Regions from separate parts of the Anser cygnoides genome. Here all the other regions are linked to region 2. The links are chromatin contacts, called in public Hi-C maps. All regions are on one chromosome and are shown on one strand. Each heading gives the region's core, a stretch centred on a gene start, on an enhancer-like site or on the middle of the called end of the contact. The rest is flanking DNA. Distances are from core to core; before and after follow the strand shown. Region 1 holds the start of BCL10 (BCL10 immune signaling adaptor). Region 2 holds the start of SH3GLB1 (SH3 domain containing GRB2 like, endophilin B1). Region 3 holds the start of SYDE2 (synapse defective Rho GTPase homolog 2).

What was found. Hi-C and Micro-C count contacts between places; a contact is called where the count stands out from the background.
Region 1: a Hi-C map of liver shows a contact between it and region 2, with 3 times the contacts expected there. The contact joins the promoter of BCL10 here to the promoter of SH3GLB1 in region 2. A contact is called at or near these places in 3 of 7 Hi-C or Micro-C datasets (granulosa cells and liver).
Region 3: a Hi-C map of liver shows a contact between it and region 2, with 2.6 times the contacts expected there. The contact joins the promoter of SYDE2 here to the promoter of SH3GLB1 in region 2. A contact is called at or near these places in 2 of 7 Hi-C or Micro-C datasets (both in liver).

What each region holds. Positions count from the first base shown.
Region 1 is chr8:18,621,545-18,625,021 of Taihu_goose_T2T_genome, forward strand. It overlaps BCL10 (BCL10 immune signaling adaptor), which reads left to right and starts at 2,080. Exons shown (of 3, transcript XM_013178014.3): 1 at 2,080-3,477. DDAH1 (dimethylarginine dimethylaminohydrolase 1) reads left to right here. Exons shown (of 6, transcript XM_048059284.2): 6 at 1-1,939.
Region 2 is chr8:18,240,878-18,244,860 of Taihu_goose_T2T_genome, forward strand. It overlaps SH3GLB1 (SH3 domain containing GRB2 like, endophilin B1), which reads right to left and starts at 2,441. Exons shown (of 11, transcript XM_048058911.2): 1 at 2,244-2,441. The coding sequence starts at 2,315.
Region 3 is chr8:18,653,827-18,657,687 of Taihu_goose_T2T_genome, forward strand. It overlaps SYDE2 (synapse defective Rho GTPase homolog 2), which reads left to right and starts at 2,142. Exons shown (of 7, transcript XM_048059016.2): 1 at 2,142-2,401. The coding sequence starts at 2,296. C8H1orf52 (chromosome 8 C1orf52 homolog) reads left to right here. Exons shown (of 5, transcript XM_067001239.1): 5 at 1-2,013.

The DNA of each region.
Region 1 (3,477 bases), core at 830-3,329, 380 kb after region 2:
TTTTAACTCTGAGGGACTGAGCTGGAAGGATAACTGTCAGCAGGGGCTGTACATCTAGAGAGTGACAAGGGAGATGACTCCTCTTCAGGATTGCTCCAGAAAAGAGAAAAATGTGGTGGACATTGTTGATACCTTGTGTCCCTGAAAGCAACAGAATAGGTGATAATAGCTTTCCCAAGGAAGGGAGAGGGGAGGGTGGATCTCAGAGCTGAGCAACACCTCATTTCCCAGAGAGGTTGTTGGTCTTTCACCTATTGCCATTTAGGTTTCCTTGCCTTCAAGGCTGTATTTTGGCATACAGAAAGAGTGGAGGAGTGGCTGAGGGATTTGAATTCCCTCAGGTGGTTATTTCAAACTGTACTCAACCTAACTTCAGGTGCAGAATTTGGGTGCTCTAAATCACATGTGCTTTGTTTCCATTTGACATAGGTTGTCACAGGTGTGATTGCCTCCTAATATAGATGCTCTAAATCAAATCTTCGATGCCAAAAGTTACCTAAACTGGTTAATGGGATTGCCATCACCTCTCTGCTTTTAGCATTATGCTTTGTTATCACATTAAAAAGCAACAACGTTAAAAGCATTTCACTTTGCATTTACAGTATGGTACTAAGAACTAGAGTCATGCCAAATGCTGCTACTTCTTGCTGCTTGCTACTTTTTCTGCTGCCCAAACAAAGAATTCAATTGCGAGGACATTTCTGCTGTAACACATATACATCTAACGGGCGTCCTGTGCATCTTGTCACTAGAACATTTCTCAGATGTCTGATGTGAATCATCATCCTTGATTAATATAAATAATAAGATGAAATCCCAAACCAAAAAAGGAGATGAGACACTGAACTGCCCACATAAAGCATTTGATAACAACTGTCAGGCTGTATGACAGAGAAGGTCAGTGCAGAAGATCTTGTGGTTAATAGCTCAGCAACGGGGTTTGAATTACTCATCAGTATTTTTTTTTCTATGACCAAGCTTAGATCAAATGAAGGAGCTGCAATGTGCATTGAAGATCTTTCACGGTTATTATCTTTACTGTGAGTTTAGAAAGATCTGTGTTATGTGGGTTTCTCTCTTTAACAATGTGAACACAGTATCTCTCTCTGCAATGAAAATGTGAATGCATACTGTACTTCTAAGATAATCTTGAATTCTTCCATTTCTGCATTTTTGTCATTTCCATGCTAATATAATCCTTTTTGGTCTTAAATAGATGCCACTGTATGAAGCTGTTCTCTGACTTTTTGGGTGTTTTCCATGTAATAGGTACAGAGGTCATAGGCAGCACCATGTCCAGTTTTAAAAATAAATATTCAGTGAAATGCAGAACAGGAATCTGCTTTTTCTGTTTGATCACAGCAAATTGGGGATGAAATATGGAAAAAAAATCAGCTTTTGATTTCACTCATCTTCTTAAACATTATATCAATGAAGTCAGAGCCAAATTGCTTTGATAGAAAATACTGGCATTCATGTAGAATCATTTTGGGAAAATAATTTACTATTTAAGATTCTCTATTTTTGTTTTTATCAGTAAGGAAGCTGAAAAGATAAGACTGCTTAAAGAATGGTATTTGTTAAGTGATTGTGAACAAAGTATCATTGGACCTCGTGTATTTTCAGAAAAGTTTTAACTGGACGTATGATGTAACTTGTTTAGAGTTGCATGTGAATCGTGTTAGTCACTGTTTTACATTGTATTGTTCTGCAGTGCACAAATATGACTACTGAACACAGAAGTGTTACATTTCATCAAACTGAAAATCTTGTTGCAGTATATAGTTTCCCACTTTTTGTGCCAAAAACATCAGTACATTCCATAATCTATTCTAATAGAGGTTTGCACTTTGATTTTTTTCTTTCTTTTTGTGATCCTTGCAGTTTCATTACTATATATCCCCATCACAATGGAATAAAGTGTCAATTGTACTGTGAACTATGTAGTTTTTGCCTCTTATTTTGAAACAGCAAGCACATGCATTTAATTTCATACTGTTCCATGCCATCTTTTTATTTGGAAGCTTGCTACATACCTAGAAATAAAGCCAGTAATAGACACAAGTACTAAACCTTTAAGCCTGTTAGAAGAAATCGTGACTCTTTAAAAACAAATCATGATTTCAGACTTACCTTTAAGAATAACGTAGATAGAGGAGGTACTGGCTAAGTGTGCTAGATGCAATGATTGCGATTGATGTTATTCTCCAAGATAACTAAATAGATGTTATTGTAGTACAGTATTTTTCTGTAGTGTGTGTATTTACTGCAAGTTACAACAAATGAAACGACTAAGGTATAGTGGCATGATCATTGTTTTAATTCTTTATGTAGCTCTTATATCTTTTCCTCCTGCAAGATGTCAAGAGAGTTGACAGCGTTTCAGGCGTTGCTTTGTGGTAATATGACAGATGGCTGCGTGTTTTATATCTAAATACCACTGGCTGCATGCTGTAGATGATGCAGGTGGGGTTAATCTCTGCTTGTACTCTTGTGCTCTAATATGACTAGACTGATACCAGGAGTAATGATATTAGGAGACGCGCAGCTACACCCACCTCCACGGGGCCTAGGGTAAGTGCTCGTAGGCCTTCAGTGCCACCGTGTGGCAGTCAAAGTTTTAATTGTTCAGGGCTTCAGTATTGTTGCTTCAACTCTTTATTTAGGAAACCCAACATAAAATAACAGTACTGGAGCGAAAGAATTACATCAATTCCACACCGTACAGTTTGGCTAGTAATAGGACTTTAAACAGACTATAATCTAATAGAGCCTCCTGCTGGAGAAGCAAGGATGAGGAAATATTTTGTTTACGGCTGATGTAAGTATAGCCTTTGTACTAATTTACAGGAGTTAAAAGTAAGATTTTTATAATACGGTATTTAAATTGGTGCTACCTCTACTGTGGTAGCTTGGCGCAATTACTTAATATAGTAAACTGCATCATTTATACGCATCTTTGTGTACGCATGTCTACAGGAGAGAGTTGGTACTAATTTACTTGATTTTTTTTCTAAATGGCAAACTTCTTTGACTCAGAAATTTATTCTATATCAACACGACATATATACATAATCATATAAACCAATGTGGTGTCCAAAATCTTCTCACCTCCCTCTAAAAAAAAGTTGTAACTCACTCCTCATTGAGGCTCGCTTCTCAATATTGAACTGATGCTAACCTCCTGAAATAAATTTCATACTGAGAGTAGTCTTCTTCCAGCTGCCTGGACCATTAATTCTTTTTTTCTTTTTTTTTGGCAGTAAATCTGCTAAAATCTATTCTATTCTGGTATTCTCTAACCACATGCCCTCCTCCCTGATTGCTTAAGTTAATTCCTTTTAGTTTGCCTCATGCTGGCCTACATGGCTGAGGAATCCAGAAGCCCAGCTCTCCAGACGTCACGTGGCTTTGAACTGCACCTCTCGCTGAGCAAGGTTATTAATAAATACCCTAGGTCCAGAATGCACGATAGCT
Region 2 (3,983 bases), core at 1,191-3,690:
GCAGTGGCCAAGTTGGTTTTAATTTCCATTTCACATAGAACAAAACCAGCTTTGATAGCGTGCACATCTAAAGTCTAGAGGCATGCTGCAGCATTTAGGGTTGTACATAAAAGTAAGCTGCCTTGGTGAGACAGTTCAGCTGCAGTATAGGGAGGGAATAGAATTTAGGTATGGACCTGCTACTACTATTGTTTAAAAGGCTCCTTAAAACAAGGTCAGGCACTGTAAGTAGTTCTCAAAAAACTTTTAACAGATTCATTAGAATACAATATAAATGGCTTTGAATTTGACTAATTACAAAGAATCGTATTTGTTTACAAAATGGCCTTTTCACTCAATATTTCCAGAACTCTACTTTGCAGTGTAAGGGCTGCGTACTCCATGTTAGACTTCCTGTACCCACTTAAAGGAAAAAAAAAAAAAAGCAATACAGAGCATATAGAAAATAGTAGTTTGACGGTATGGATTCCAGAACAGCCTTCTGTAACAAGTCACATCAGCAAGACACCTACCAAGCTATCGCTAATAAATTCCAAATATGCACACAGGTTGCCTGAACGTGACCAGCTTACACAGAAGGAAAGTGTACTGTTCTGCAAACAACTGGGTTACTGTGGCCCCATCGACATTTTGAGTTTGCACTGCAAAATTTCTAGAAGGAGAAGTTACATCAAGACAGCCTCTAACTTCAGGTAGAAGTCACGGACAATAGAAGTGTTCCTACTACTAAAGAGGAAAAGCCCAGCTCATTCCCATCTGCTATACATGCAGCTTGTCAATTACAGGGCCTGGCAAGAGGAAGGACACATTCCTACTACTACACTCTGTGGCATTATTTATTTTACCTCTAATACTACGCTTGTTTTCTGCTTTGCTCCACAAATTGGAACTGCTGCAAGATTCACTGAGAACAAGTCATTCAAAGCATTTTCTACTTGACAGAAGAAAGGACAGTTTTGGGATGCAGACAGCTGGTAGGCTCAACTTTGCCATAGATTATGAATGTAGAAATGAATATAGCAGTCTGAATATGGAATAATCTCTGGAACATGAGCATCAGGTGCTTGTTAGTAAGAGTCCCAATCCCCTTGGAACAGAAAAGCCTGTGAAACCTCTAACAAGGTGTTCACTGTCTTGTAAGATGGCTGAAGTAAGTTGAAATGGAAGTTAAGTGGCTTTCTTACACATCATTTTATGCCGCTGAACTGTTTCATTTGTTTGTTTCTAATATCAAAGGAACTACTGTCAGATTACACCACATTATCCAATGATGCCCAAACATAAAAAAACGAATCCACAAACAGATTGCCTCTCAGTCTCATCTGTAGGCCTCCCATAGCCAGTAACACAAATAAAGAAACAAAACAGGAGGAGCAGCAGTAGCACACACAGCATTAGCCACTCGGACTGCAATAATGTGTGAAGGATTCGCTCCTCCCCCTCAGGGGCTTCATTACGCTTCTCATCTGAGGAGAAGGTGACAAAAATCGCAAGGTCCCGCCACAGGCTCTTACAATGAGGGGTGAACTTCACGTCCCTTTTTCCCTTGGCCAGCAAGAAAAGCTGAAGGGGCGGAGGCTGGAAAGGAAGACAGGCTGGGAAGCACGCAGCCCTGACAGAAGCCGGGGAAGGGGGGGCATGGAAAGACCTCCATCACAAAGGAAAGCCACAACTACTACTTGGAGTTCATTGCAATCGGAGCAACAATGTTTTCTGATGAGGTTGTATTTTCAGAGCTCTGCTGCTGATTGCTGGTTCTGCTTGAACACGGAGATTTAGGCCAATACATCAGCCTGATCACACCAGATAACCGCTTTAATCCCGTGCCAAACCTGACCGTGACCCACGGAAAAATCACAAGAAACCACAGCGAATTACTACGCTCTGCTCGGACCTCCACCTCCCCACAGGAAATCTGGTCAGGTTTGATTATGTAAAGGAAGAGGATTACGGCTCAAGACAACGGCGAAGGAACAAAAGCCAATTACAGTGCCCTCAGCGCGAAGAAAGGGGAAAACCGATTCAGAAACAATAGGCTGCCCAACGAGCCCCGAACCAGCCCACCCCCGGCAGACAGCAGCCTCGGCGCGTCCCGTCGGAGCCCCGCTTCCCCGGGCGGAGCCGCAGGAGCACCGGGCTGCCCCCGCCTCCCCCGGGCCGGGCCAACGCCCCGCGGCGGCCTCACGGAGCCCAGTCACGGCGGTGCCCCCTCCGCCCCACCCCACCCCGCGGGGCGGCCCTACCTGCACGGCGCGGCTCAGGAAGGTGCCCGCGTCGGCCGCCAGCTTCTTCACGTTGAAGTCCATGATGTTCATCTTGCGGCGGCGGCACGGCGCTGACTCAGCTCCGGCGGCCGCCGCCGCTCCCGGCCCGGCCCGGCCCTGTGGGGAGCCGCCGGGGGGAGGGCCCGGGCCCGGCGCCGCCGCCGATTGGGCGCGGCCGCGGCGTCAGGCGCAGGGCCCGGATCGGCCGCGCAAGGGACGACGGCGGGCGCGGCGCCGGGGCGGGAGCGGGCGGGAGCGGGCGGGCGGCGCTTCCCGCCGCTGGGGGCGGCCCGGAGGCGCCGTGCGGGGTCGCGCCTCGCGCCCCGCCTGAGGGAGCCGCCCGCCGTTACCGCCCGCCTCAGGGCGTTCTGTGAGAGCCTGAGCCGGGCACAGCCTGGAAGCGGTCGTTCAGAAACTGTTGGTTTTGTGCAGAGACACAACCGTAAAGTAGCGGCAGAACATCGCAGGAGTATTTGAAAACGCCTCGAGTATCATAATGTAACTTAACGCCACCAATAAAGCAAGTTAGAAGAAAACAGTCACTGCTTTTAATAATTTTTCCACTATTTTAGCATCCCTCATTGTTAGTTTTGAATGCTCAGGAAGGAAAAAAGGACCTTTGGCATGGGCTAGCTAGTTTGAAATGTTCACAAGGTGTTATCATTAGCCATGAATTAATATTCCCTGCTTGAAAGTGAACCTGGTCATTTGGCGAGGTAATTCACCAGCTAATCCCAACGTTAAGTAACCCCAGGCTAGGTTTGATAAAGTTGGAGGAAATCCTAGGGCACGAAGGCAGGAAGTGAATTCCAGAACAAGGAAGTAACCGGAAGAACCAACACAATCTTTCTTAAGTGCTGGTCAGATTCCAGGAATTAAAGCCAAAACAAAAGCCAAGCAGTGTCAAGTTCCCCTTGTACCCATAGCACTGCTGCTAAGGAGAGGGCCTGAAAGCTACTGTATGCGTGCGTTTGTTTACCTGAGCGTGTTCTACCACTTTCAGCTTTTATCATGTCACTTACATAATAAACACCTATGTGTGTAACTGTTTATATACAAAAAGTATATGGCATGTTTGTTTCCATTTCTTAAAAGGAGTTCTACTAGCATAATAAGGTCTCAGGAGTCTCTGGTGTTGGAGGAGACAGTGCTGTGCTCTAGGTGGTCATGTAAGAACTGGTTAGTATGTCTTGTGATATCAGCATACAACGTGTGAAAAGACAGAAGCATCAAAGATTTTACATTTGGAGACGCAAATGTAATTCTTTTCATAGCTTTCATTGGTGTTGCCAATAGCTCCCAGTGGCGTCCCACAACAAGACAGAGATACTGAACAACTGAGTGCAGGGGTGCCTGACGCTGAGGCAGAAGCATCACCTCAGGTGAGAGGTACCCCAGGAATGCCTGGGACAAGTGGTGTGTTCAGGCTGGAATTCACAAAAGCCGACGTGGTCTAGCTCTGGCCAGAACAAAATACTGCTTAGTCTTCTGTGAACCTTGCACCGTGTTGCTGCCCATGGCGTATAAACCTCACCAACCAGAGAGGAAAGTGCTGCCCTCTATGGCGTATTGACAGCCTTGACACTCACCTCTTTCCTTCAGAAAATGGGGAGATACCTCTCCTTTCCTTGGAAGAGGAGGAAGAGTCTGATCTATTAAGCCCCCAAGGGTTAGAGCGCTCTTGTAGGCTTTGGAATACCTACTTTTAATTGTTTCTTT
Region 3 (3,861 bases), core at 892-3,391, 410 kb after region 2:
TTCTATTCCCATTCTGTTGAAGTCACTTCTGCATTTTGCAGAAAGCCTGGTAAAGCAAATCACGTTCTGCACTGTGTGCTTTGCAGCTCCTGAACAAAACAGGCTGAGCTGAAAACAAAAGCTCGGCTTTGACTCTTACTCCACTGGCTCAAGTTAGTTCCAGCCAGATCCTTAATGTTATTTTATCCGCAGGTTTTTTTTTTCTGTGATCAGTGCCAACTCTATTGGGCAAATACAGGATGCATAGGGATTTAAAAAAAAAAAATCCATCTGCCAACAAGAAAAAGTGCTTTGTAACCACAGTTTGGAATGGAAACAGTTTTCTATGATACAGATCAAACTGTGTTTATAGACTCAACTATTGGCAGCTTTTCACTGAGCCATTTCCTGTGTGCCTACTGCAGAGAGGAATCATTTAAATGCTTAAACTAACATTTAAGACCATAGAGAACACGAGGAAAACTCTGTGTGAAGCAGCACAGAAAACACAATGATGTTGAATTTTCTTTTGTTTCCATAGGTAATACTCATGGGAGAATGCAGTACTGCAAATCAAACGTGGGTAGTCCACTTCTTTATGGGATTTGGTCCTTACTCTGGCTAGCATGTACTTTCTAATATTATTCTAATTGCTAAAGGAAAATATCCAAGTGACAAAAACTTCCCAAAAATGGCATCTAAAGAGGAACTTGCTTCCAGTTACTTACAGCTAGCTGCCATACAGCAAGTTGTTACTCATTAGGGAGCTGATTTAGACAGCCTAACGCACGGGTAGGCAGGCAGGAAGCTGATTTGCTGTTAGAGCAGGTGGGGAGTCTGCAGGTATGAAGGTCACAGTCGAGGGAGGTTAGGACATGGTATGTTTGCTCCGCTTGAAGTGGTTACATTAACTTTTTCTTTCAGGAAAAGCACAGTTCACCTAGGAGATATTTTGAATCCTTTCAGTGTTCTCCTCCAGTCATCAAATGCCTGCCCTTTGCTTTAGGCACACATCTGCTGGTGGCACAGCTGACCCCCTGATAGCATCAGCAAGGTCAGTGCTGCGGTGCCTGTGCAGGGTTTTACCCAGGAAATCACTGGTGTTCTGCTTGGCTGGAGCTCCTTCCTTGTATCCGAGCCATGCCTCGGCCAGGGAGGGCGGCAGCCCAGATGTGAGGGGAAATTTGGGGTCGAGGGAGTGACCGAGGTGGGCCGAGGCCTCTGGAGCTCCTCCACATCGTGTGTGTACAGGTCTCACTGGCCTACTGCAGTTAGTGTTTTACATATTAAGACTTAAAATTTGAATCTAATTTTGTTCTTCAGAAAAACTCACTTTCAAACGTAATTAAATCACTCTCAAAACTTGGTAAGCAAGAAAATCTGTGAATGCATGCTATGCTCGTGAGCTGCAGTGGTTTTCTCCAGAACCTAGGGAGCATTTCCTGTGGCCCGGTATTTGGTTGTTTGTAGGGTACAGCATATGGAAAGCTGCCAGAGATTTCCTGAAGTTGTCTGTAATGCAATGAAGAGCACGAGGTGTAAGCTTGTGTGGATGTTAATTAACAAAAGCCGTCTCAGGATTTTATCTTGGTAGCAAATCGGCAGCGTACCTTTTCCCAAGGTTGGTGGGGAATGCATGCTCACTGATGGAACTGATGGGAGATGTGTGAGCAACGCACACACCAAAACCAAAGCTTTGCCCAGGGAAGCGGCCTCAGCACGTTATTTTTGCTGTCCGAATGCCATTTGTCTTTTTCCTCTGTGGCATTTGGCTGGAATACTGAAGGCTACTGCAGGCTACCGCTGCCTCACCGGTGTTGCTGTGCCGAGGGGCTGAGGCCAGGGCCCAGGCAACCACCTGAAGACTTGCCGGGGAGCGAGCACGGCGCGTTTGAAGCCCACAGCTTTGTCTCTTTGGGGCGAGGAAAACATTTAACATCAAGGGACAAGAGGTATTCAAAACACGCGGCGAGCCGCCGGCCGCGCACGGCGAAGCTCGGGGCCGGGGGCGGCCCGGGCCCCCCCCCCTCACCTCAGGGGGCCGCGCGCTGAGGCGGGCCCCGGCCCCCAGCGCCCCGCGGGGAGCGGCCCCGGGGCGGGCGGGCGGGCGGGCGCGGGGCGGGGGCATGCGCAGTGCGGGCGGCCTCTCACCCCGCTCAGCTATGCCAAGTATGTGCAGCGGCGGCAGCCGGGGGCGCGGAGCCTCGCCGCCATGGGGCAGCGCGGCCGGGGGCCGCCGCCGCTCCTCCCGGGGGCCGCCGGCAGCCGCACGCCGCCGGGCAGCGGGCGCTGAGGGCGGGCAGCGAGCGGGCAGGCATGGCCGAGCCGCTCCGCAGGACCCTCTCCAAGCTCCGCGGCAGGAGGTCCCAGCGCGGGGCGGCGGGCGGCGGGCACCGGCACGGCGGGACCTGCGCCCCGCAGGGTAAGTGAGAAGCCGCCGAGAGGAGGGGTTCGGTCTCCCGGATCCTCTGTGCCGCCCCGCGGGGGCACCGCGTGCGGCTCGGAGCTGGCAGCAGCCGGCCCGCCGGGTGAGCCCGGGGAGGCTCCGGCCGCCGGCTCGCCCTGCCGGGGCAAGGCGGCCCCGCGCCCGGCCCCCAGAGCTGCCTTCAGGTGCGCCGGTCCGTGGCGGCTCCTGTGAGGTACAGCTGAACAGAAACAGCCCTAAAACCGAGGGGGTTTAAGCTGGAGCTGCCAGCACCCAGGTGGATGAAGTAGTGAGTTATTTACCGCGGTCTGGAAGCGTCTGCCTTGCGTCCAGACCTTGGGAAGCCTCCAGCTCTGGTGAGAGCAGAGGCAGTCCGCTTCGGCACGTCCAAGTTTAGGTCTTGAACCAGCCCTCAGCGGCAGCATCTTCGCGTCAGTCCTTCTTCGTCTCGGGAGTAAAATTTCTTAGGAATAATTGGTTCTTGAGTGCAGACCGCTGTTCTGTGTGGGTCCCCACGCGCTTTCTTATCATATGACCGTTTGCTGTTCTTTGGCTTGCGGCTGTTTGTCATTCCTTGGCTTTTGTTGTCTCCGTTTTTTTTATATTACACAATGCATTTGAAAGCTAACAGATCAAACTTTAGCCTCGCTGTTGTGCCATTTAAATCCGTAATGCCATTTAAATCCGTAAACATAAAAACTACGTGCGATGGTTTTACCGAGAGCCTCGGGGAGGAGAGCGCGTTGCCGTGGCCGTTGCTCCGAGCCGAGGGCTGCGGATCGTCCTGACCCGTACGTGGGGAGGCTGGGACGAGCCGCTCCCAGCGCCTTACAGCCCGAAAAGCAGCGCCCAGCATCGTGCTGAAATGTTTCATGTGTGCGCGTAATAGGCAGGATATTTATCCTGACCTCAGCTGAGCTGAAACGTTGAGGCGCTGGTTCTGAAAGCGTCTGTGGTGTTACCGTAATGTTTGAGCTTTAACTAGCGATTTATTTAATCTTCTGTAGAAAGAGTGGAAGGTGAACTGAACCTCCAACTCCTACTTATTTATGTACTTTCAGTGCTGTATCAAGGCCTGTTGGGGAGGAGCTGTCGTCTTGCTCTCTGTTTGTGCTGGGTCTGCCTGGCGGAGGCCTGGCCAGCTTTTGGGGATGCCCTACATCCTGGGAGCAGAGCACTAGCACAGGGCAGGCGGCGTCCCTCCGAATGGAGCTTTGCTCTGGAGCAAAAAGCGTGTTCGTCGCTTGCATAGCTCCGAAAGGTTCCTATTTGTTTGAATTTGTCTCGTTACTATAACAGCTCACGATGTTTAGAACTCGCTCTGTTCCGTGGAACCGCTGGTTGTGCAGATACTTGCACGCGAAACGGTTTGTTACTAAAATAAACAGGCATAAGGGCTTTCAGGATCGGGGCCAAGCTTGAATAAAGGGAAAGCAATACTTGCAAACGCAGCTATT